Linked DNA regions of Siniperca chuatsi: region 1 is linked to region 2. A link is a contact called in public Hi-C data. All regions are on one chromosome and are shown on one strand. Each heading gives the region's core, a stretch centred on a gene start, on an enhancer-like site or on the middle of the called end of the contact. The rest is flanking DNA. Distances are from core to core; before and after follow the strand shown.

Evidence for each region. Hi-C and Micro-C count contacts between places; a contact is called where the count stands out from the background.
Region 1: a contact with region 2 is called in a Hi-C map of skeletal muscle, with 2.9 times the contacts expected there. The contact joins the promoter of si:dkey-219e21.4 here to the promoter of camk2d1 in region 2. A contact is called at or near these places in 2 of 3 Hi-C or Micro-C datasets (liver and skeletal muscle).

The regions. Positions count from the first base shown.
Region 1 is chrLG22:4,011,993-4,016,211 of ASM2008510v1, reverse strand. si:dkey-219e21.4 (E3 ubiquitin-protein ligase TRIM62) reads right to left here and starts at 2,165. Exons shown (of 7, transcript XM_044182839.1): 1 at 2,012-2,165; 2 at 1,324-1,553; 3 at 728-823; 4 at 331-567; 5 at 221-240; 6 at 5-135. The coding sequence starts at 1,542. zcchc4 (rRNA N6-adenosine-methyltransferase ZCCHC4) reads left to right here. Exons shown (of 13, transcript XM_044182838.1): 6 at 2,338-2,410; 7 at 2,483-2,633; 8 at 3,705-3,805.
Region 2 is chrLG22:3,799,488-3,803,741 of ASM2008510v1, reverse strand. It overlaps camk2d1 (calcium/calmodulin-dependent protein kinase type II delta 1 chain), which reads left to right and starts at 2,960. Exons shown (of 18, transcript XM_044183262.1): 1 at 2,960-3,291. The coding sequence starts at 3,230.

The sequences.
Region 1 (4,219 bases), core at 916-3,415, 210 kb before region 2:
GTACCTAACAGAAGAGTCTTCCTCTGCAGCTGAGCTTTCAGTTGTTTGGAGATGGAGGATAATGTTTGAAGGAGCCTTTCAAATCTCTCTTCATCCAGTCGGATTTCCTTCTCAGAGGCATCTGGCTTCTTTGGACTGCGAGAGTGAGCACAGAGATTATATTATAATGAGGCCGAGAGGTCTGAAGTAGATCTGAAAACGTAACGGTGCAGTGTTTTACCTCAGATTCTCAGACTGACCCTGAGGAGGAGACACAAACAGAAATACTGATTAAACACCTACAGTTACTGTTTGTTTAAACAGTGTTAGTGTGCAGCTCCTGGATCACACCTTCCTGTCTTCCTCTGCTGCGGGGCTCTTGCTCAGCGCTCTCTGGGTGCTGCTGATTCTCTTAGTGACCTGGTCCTGGTGTTGTTTCCAGTCCCTAAGAACCTGGTCCAGTCTGGTCCTGGTCCGTCTCAGGTCCAGCTCCAGAGAGTCGAGGACGGCGTGCTCGTCCTGCTTCAGGGTGCATCGCATGCTGTCGAAGCGCTCTCGAACCTGCTGCTTCATCGCCTCTGTGCTCCTCTTCAGGGAGGAACATGGAGGGCACGGGGTCAGATGTTGAATACACACCAAAGGACTTTATATGCTATATGTCATCAGCCTATTTGCAGTGCTCCTTGTTGGTGGTCTGATGTGTGCTTAGTGACTGTTTGAAGTATTGAGCTTGTGCTCCCATACTTACAGACAGATCCGCCTTGCGTTTCTTCAGAGACTGGATGTGCGCCTCGGTCTTGGACCTCTCTGCCTGCAGCTCCTTCATACGTCTGGATAGCTGCTCCTGCAGAGTACGGAGTTACAGCCAGTTACAAGTATTTGCATAAAAGTAGATTATTTGATTATCCAAATAGTTGCTGATTAATGATGTTGATTTACTGATTGATTAATCAACTAATCATGTCTTTTTGCACTTTAAGAAAACAACAGCAAATCCTGTAGACTGAACACAAGAAAATGAAGATTATCTTCATCACCTTGACAATAAATAGCCAGCATAAAGAAACACAAAGCAGATACACGAAACACACACGGGATGTTGCACAGAACGCAGCAGACGTTTCTGGGGACACTTAAAACTGATGAACTAGTAATTAGTAAAAGGCTCACAGTAGTATCCTCATTGGTCTGTTTCTTTACATCTTCACATGAACTATTTCCAACAGCATTTTCATTTTCATTTCTGACTCTGAGTCCATGCAGTTGAGACGGTTTGTGAAATCATTCCCATCACTAAGCTGGGAAAATATCCCGCTCCGTGCGCTTCACCACACTCCCGTTTACCTGCGAGAGCTGTCCAGCTTTGGCTAACTTCCTCTGTAGTTTTGGGGACCGCGGGAAAGGCTGAACAACCCTGTCACCGCTGGAGTCCAGTGGAGTGAAGCGCAGTCCGTCCTGCAGTGCACTGTGGATGCCTGCAGAGGGCGCCGCAAGACCACCCTGTGCCGACTGAGCTGCTGTGGACTGTCCATTACCAACAGATGACGCCTCTTCTTCTGCCATTTTTCTGAGGACTGAACAAAACAACAAACATGTATTAAAGCTCTGCCTGAGCTATTTTCTCCTTTTGCATGGTTCAAAGCATTTTCTGTATATTTGCCTGAGCTGTAGAGGAACCAATTCTTCAGGTTTTTGGGAAGTCTGTGAAAAGCTGTCTGTTCTGAGCCCATGCCAAGCGTTTTGCAAAAACCCCGTCCGGGACTTGGTCTCATTTTCTCAGCAGATTTACTTAAAACCAAACCACTGAAAAACAAAGTCGTTTTCACAGCTTTCTGTAGGTTTAGCATTTAAAATAGCATATTTTGCATATATGCATCTTTCAGTCAGACGGTTCCCTGTTTACTGTGGAATCATTCTTTAGACCTCCACATGCTTTAACAGCAGTATATTCATTATGCATATTCAAATAAAATGCAGACCAAAAAAATTGTATTCTTTTAGCATTATTAAATGTTTTTCTAGCAGTTCTTACCCAAGGTCTCTCTGTGCTGTGTCTCTGCAGTTAGTTTCTGTGAAGAATGTGCAGGGTAGAAATGCAGAGAGGGTGTGTTCCTGTGTTAACAAGCTTGAGCCTGCAGCACACACTCAGATACCTCGTCGTTATCTGGATACACACCTCAGGATCCACTGAGTGTTGGCTAACTTTGTGTGTGCGTACAGTGGATAAGTTCAAACTTGCTCTTGTTTTCCAGCCTGCTGTTATTAGACAAAGGAAACAGAACTAAAGACAATCTGTTGCATTTGAAAGCCGTCTGAATGTTGACTCTATAATGCTGAATAACACGATTTCTGTTTCAGATACGCTCAGTTCTACAGCCCGGATGAATTCTGTCACTACAACATGTTCAACCATCACTTTTTTGATGGAGAGGTAAGAGTTAAGCATTTCTGTTTCATGTGTTTGACTTCCAGGTCAGTATAATAAAGCTCTGTCTCTGGTCAGGCTTCCAGTGCAGTGGTGCGGGCCTTCCTCAGAGAGTGTGACGGGGAGAAGGTGGTGGTGGTGGCTGACCCTCCGTTCGGCGGCCTGGTGAAGCCTCTGGCCAATAGTTTCTCTCAGATCTCACAGACGTGGAGGAAGCTGCAGAGTTCTGGTCGGTGTCACTGTGGAGTTTCAGGTTTTATCCTTTTACATTTGTCATATATTATTTTCAAAGACCGCTCAATTCCCTGGTACATTTAGTTCAGATCTTTGCTGTTCCACAAAACAATTAGGGGCGCCCCCGTAGCTCACCTGGTAAAGTGCGCACCATTAAGGCTGAGTCCTTAATGCAGCGGCCCGGGTTCCATCCTCACGCCTTTCCTGTCGATCTCTGCAGCTATCAAATAAAGGCAAAAATGCCTGAAAATAGAATCTTTAAAAAATACGAAACAATAACACAATAGAGGACATTAAATTGTATATACCATACATAAAATACAATAAGAGAGAGTGGTAGGTTAGAAACATGTCATTTAAATGTTGATCAACACTTTCAAGTAGAATGAATTTATTTTTGGCAGCAGAACAAGCCGTAAACACATAATTGACATATTATCATTGTATAAAGGTTTATTGCGGTAATGTGTTAGCAAACAGTTGCCCATGCACACGTCTCACAGAAGTGAACCAACATTCGCATTAATTTGAGGTCATGTTTGTGTCCAACATTCTCGCTCTCTGTTAGCTCTGTGTTTGGTCTCCACCAACTCCTGAGAAACATAGCTGGCTCTTTAGCAGCTAGATGCTCCACTATGTTCACCAGCGAGTCTCTAACTGTGTCTGTCTGCTGTCTGCTGCTGAGCAGCTCGTGTACAGTGGCTTTATCAGCTGCTGCTGGAAACAAGGCTGATGAGAGCGGTGAACAAAAACAGTACATCTGCGGCCCGTAAAACCAAAACAATGAACTGAAAGAGGCTAAACGGCTCTGTAGAGATGAGGAAAACTGCAGAGTTGGGTAACAATTCTCCGTGGGTTTGTCACTGTATGTGACCCCTTTCACATTACACATTTGATCCATTGTTCGTATAAAAATGTTGACTAGCTTTAACCTCTCATACCACCAAAATGACGTCAAAATACAAAATATTAATGAATGAATATGAATGATTCTGCTACTTCTATTTTAAATTAAGAACCCCAAGTCCAGTGTTTGAAGCTAACATCCATGTGTTTCTGTGTGCAGACAGCGGTAACGCTGACATGCCCATGATGTGGATCTTCCCATATTTCTTTGAGCCTCGCATCCTGGAGTGTCTCCCCTCATTCACCATGTTGGACTACCAGGTATACTGGCAGTGCATCACTTTCAGCTATTGATTCATAAAAGACTTAATTAGCAGATAAATATTGATTAAAAACAGCTTTAGAGACTGTCAGGATTCATGCAGCACAGTACCCATGTGGGATTTAGTTGTACATCTCCAGCACCTTATTTTTCATTTAAACACCTGATCCACAGACTGCAACGCCACAGGGAAATAAATCAGCAGGATGAGGCCGCCGACAGAAAGCGGGACAGTGGTTGCACATGACCAGGAGATAAGATGTAGAGGGAAACTAAAGTTGAATAGGCCTTTTTTCACAGCAGACATTTTGACTTGTCAAACACAGGTGTAACCAAAAACATAATTCAATGCATTGAAACATTACTGAAACAGCCATCGTTAATGTTATCAGTGACACCTGAGCTTTGCCTAC
Region 2 (4,254 bases), core at 1,711-4,210:
TAATGATGTGTCCCAAATCCATACTACATATGAACTGCATACTCATTGGCATAGTATGTTTTAGCAGCTAGTGTACAAAAAATCAACATACTTTACTGTTTTATACTAAGAGGAAATTATGCAATACATATCAGACATAAATCAAACTGCGACTCCGGAATGTCGCTGCCAATTAGACTTAGACAAGAATTAATACTAATTGTTTTGTTTTCAAATATCTTTCTGGAACTGTCTTACAACCACCCAAAATGTATTTTTTCCCACCTGCTAGCAACTCCACAAAAGACTCAGAGCCTGCTTAGAATTAGTTTGTAGTATGGATTTGGGTCATGCTTACCATCTCAACCTCATGTACAACCACCTGTTATCGTGTGACCAAAGTTCCATGCTTAGGTGACGAGATGAGACCTGAGTTATTATCTCCATAACAACTGAGCAAACTCCATCTGCTGATGTAGACTAGGGGAGACGACATCAGATCCAATACCAAGTAATACCAGGTCCAGAATCATCACACCAATACTGATATTGATACCAATACTTTGTATTATTGAAAACAGCTAATGTACTATCATGTTTAATATTGTGAGTGATTTGCCAAACATTGTAGGGGGGGAGCACAATGCAAATTCCACAATCACAGATCCAGACTCTGCAGCTCAGGAGGCAGAAATACCTGAAAGTGACAGGAGAGAGGAGAGAGACGAGACAGCACAAAACTCTGAGAGAGAGAACATGTCGAGTTAGTCGTTAGCAGTGAGCCTGCAGCACTATTAACAAGATGATCAATCTGGGAGGAGCTGAAACTAGCATAGGAGTCCTCTGTTATATTCAGACATAACACTGAATTAAATGCAGATGGGATCGCTTCCTTAAGTTTAGCTACAGCACTATCAGATAGACATCTGGTGTAGGAGTTTTTGCCTAATGGTGTGTAGTCCAGTAATAGGAGTTCAAAATGGATTAAATAATGGTCCGATAATGAAGGATTATGTGGAAAGACTATTAAATGTTCGATTTCAATGCCATATACCAGATTGCCCGGAGCTGCCGGGAGACGGCTAACAGGAGCTACCTCTGGTCGGTCCGCACCGGCTACTGGAGGCTGGCTAACTACAGTAGTTCCCATGGTGCGGAACAGCGTTTCCAATTCACATTCCAAGTTTCGCATATAAACTACATTTATTACATGTACCATTATCACTAAAGGAGGCAGAGGAATAGCTAAACATTAGACACACCGAGCAAGAGAGAGCAGGAGAGTGAGAGGAGAGAGAGAAGCCATTGCTAGCTGCTAAGCTACAGAACGGCAGCTAGCAAAAATGAATTTATAGCAGATAGTTAGTCACTGTAATGAAGAATCGAACAAAATTAACTGATGCGCTAGAGCAGCTGTCGCTAGTATCGATACTCAAAACAAGACTTAGTATTGGTAGCATCAATACTGTGCAACCCTAATGAAGACTGTGTAGTCCATGAAAGCTCCAGAAAAAGCTAGTAAGGGGAAGTTGAGTGTGATTTTTTTCCCTTCTTGTCAAAGGCCCTCATTACACAGTGGTTCTCAAACGGTGGGGCAGAGCCCGGGCGTACAGCCACTGTAGGGGGAGCATGCATGACCAGGGAGAAAAATGTTTATTGGAAATAAAACAAACTGTATAGATTTAAATTACAGTCTGAAACTTATTGTTTCCATTGTAATTCTTGGAGGAAAACAATCAAGACTAGAGTCTCTTTCTTTCAGTTAGATACGTTTTTTTCTGACTTTACTGGATGGTGTCGATCTCATCAACAAAACCAAAAACAGCAGTGGGTGGTGGGACCTTGTGTTTATGACAATGCGGTTCGGCGGGTTTTTGACAGGCTCGAGAGGTGCCTCACATTCTCAGCTCCAATTCCAGACGTATGGTAGTAGGTCAACGCTGCTGCCTCTAGATGGAGCCCCTGTGTAGCATTTTCAACGAGGAAGCGCTGAGAAGAAATTCATTTGTATCAAGTTAGACACCGCATACCAAGAAAACAACGGATGTTAAGTTATTTTACCTCCAAAATAAAATAAAATAAAGTATTTGAGTTTGCCACATGGAGAAAAGTGTTTGGTACATCATTTAGTGACCAAGTACCAGGTAAATAACATGATTAAAAATAAAATTAATTTTAAATATTTATATATACATAGTAGTGCACAAGCTCAAAGTACGCAATTGTACAAAACTTTTACGTCCACGTGATTATACATTTTATTTGAAGATGTATTTTTCCGTAGTTGACAACATGATATAACGATGATGAAGATGAATACATTTTGAATATTAGTGTCTTTTTATAACTGCTTTTCAATATAATATAAGTAAGGAATATGGAATGCATGCATTTTCTTGAATGTGTTTGACTTGGAAATAAAGATCTTGAACTTCTGTATAAAATGTTAACAATAGCAGATTCTAATAGTGTTACTTACGTAATCAGCATTAAACTCATCATGATACAGCTGTGGTAGAGAACTACAAAATATGTTCCACCATGATAAGTACATTTATAATTCTCAGGTCCATGTAAAAAAACAAAGTTGAGGTGCTCTAAAGGTAAAAACCTCTGACTCGATCGATAAAAAGTTGACTAGTTTTCATTTTGTCAGATGTTCCTGATACTTTTCTGTGGGCAACACACTCTTCCTTTAATGTTATATTTAGTTTTGCAGCATTTTAAATTACCAAAAAAAAGTAGCAAAATGAATTTTAAACAAACATAACTTGTGTATTTTACACGATAGAAGGCTTTACAAGGGGCTTGACAAAAACACAAAGGAAGAACAAAGTTCAGATTTCCCCTTAAAATATATCCCAAATTCAACTAAATGTGCCTAAGAGACAGACCATAGAAAATGCGTGTTATTTAGGGTTTTATTTTGAAATTTCACCACCGGATGAGTGATAGTCTATAATTGGTCTCTCTTGACTGCGGCCAACTAATGCTAGTGTCAGTGTCGAGACAAACACAACAGCAGGTCGCGACGTCCCAGTCAACTCCAGGAGTAACCGGGGTCTGCGAACAGAATCCGGCAAGAGCGGCGTTCACGAGTCATTACTAAATCGTCCCTAAGTTTGCTTTTGTTTTCTACTCCAAAACGCGACAAGTGGCACTTTGGGACACAGGGGAAAGGATTTGTGGAGAGTATTAAAGCGACTGAGGCTTTCAGTTTCCCAAGTCGATCTCCTCTGCTCACCTTAACATGGCTTCAACGACCTGCACCAGGTTTACCGATGAGTACCAGCTGTACGAGGAGCTGGGGAAGTAAGTTCTCTTCATTTTATAACACTTTTTATTCGACATTTTCATTGAAAGTCAAGCTTAATTGCCCTTTGCTTTTATTATTGGTGTTTAGATTGACCGAAACCTCAGAGACCTCCGCCTACCTGTGTCTACCTTGATATGTTGAGTTAGCGGGTGTGGGTAGGACGTCACTCCAACTCCCATTCAGAAATCTTGTACTTGTACCTTGGTTATCAACGAAGGGCGCGAACGTGAAAAATATTAGACTCCTTATTTAACCCCGAGGTCTTATATTTTATACTTCCTTTAATCTCATTTTTCTCTCAACTTTTTGAATCGTTTGTCCCTGCTCGCTAACGCCCATTAGCGTGTATTTTGGAGGAAGAATGATTTGATAATGCCTGGCGTACCAATTGAAAAAAGTTTAAAGTTTTAAAAGAAACACTGCTGAGTGCCTTGGAATGCATGCCGAATATAAAAGTGGCACATGCTAATTTGTCATTAATCTTAAATCATGCTCCAGCGAGCATATACCTCTGGCAACGTGTCAGGCAAGTAAAAATATCAGAAATGTGGATGAAATTTGGTGTTGGTGTTAGGTCAGCGGGGAACCGGTCACCCATCTCGTTCTCAATCAGCTGTGGTGACATAAAGCCCACCTTAAGCTAGACTATGATGAAAACCTTATGTATATAAGAAACTGAATGTGTGTCTTAGTAATTTGGACTGTGTTTGCACAAGTTTCCGCCCTTTTTGCAATATGCGAAGGGTTAATATTAACAGCGCATTCAAATTCACAGCAATTTTGCTTCTCCTACGATGTCAAGGACTGATTTTTGTGCACCTACACGTTACATATACCCAGGGCCGTTAGTTGGAGTTGACCAGGTCTGGGGCTAAGGCCAGCGCCGACATTTTATTGGGTCGTCCCTGCTGTTCTGCCTGCAACACTACTGCCTAAATTACATTTCATTTTTCTGACTA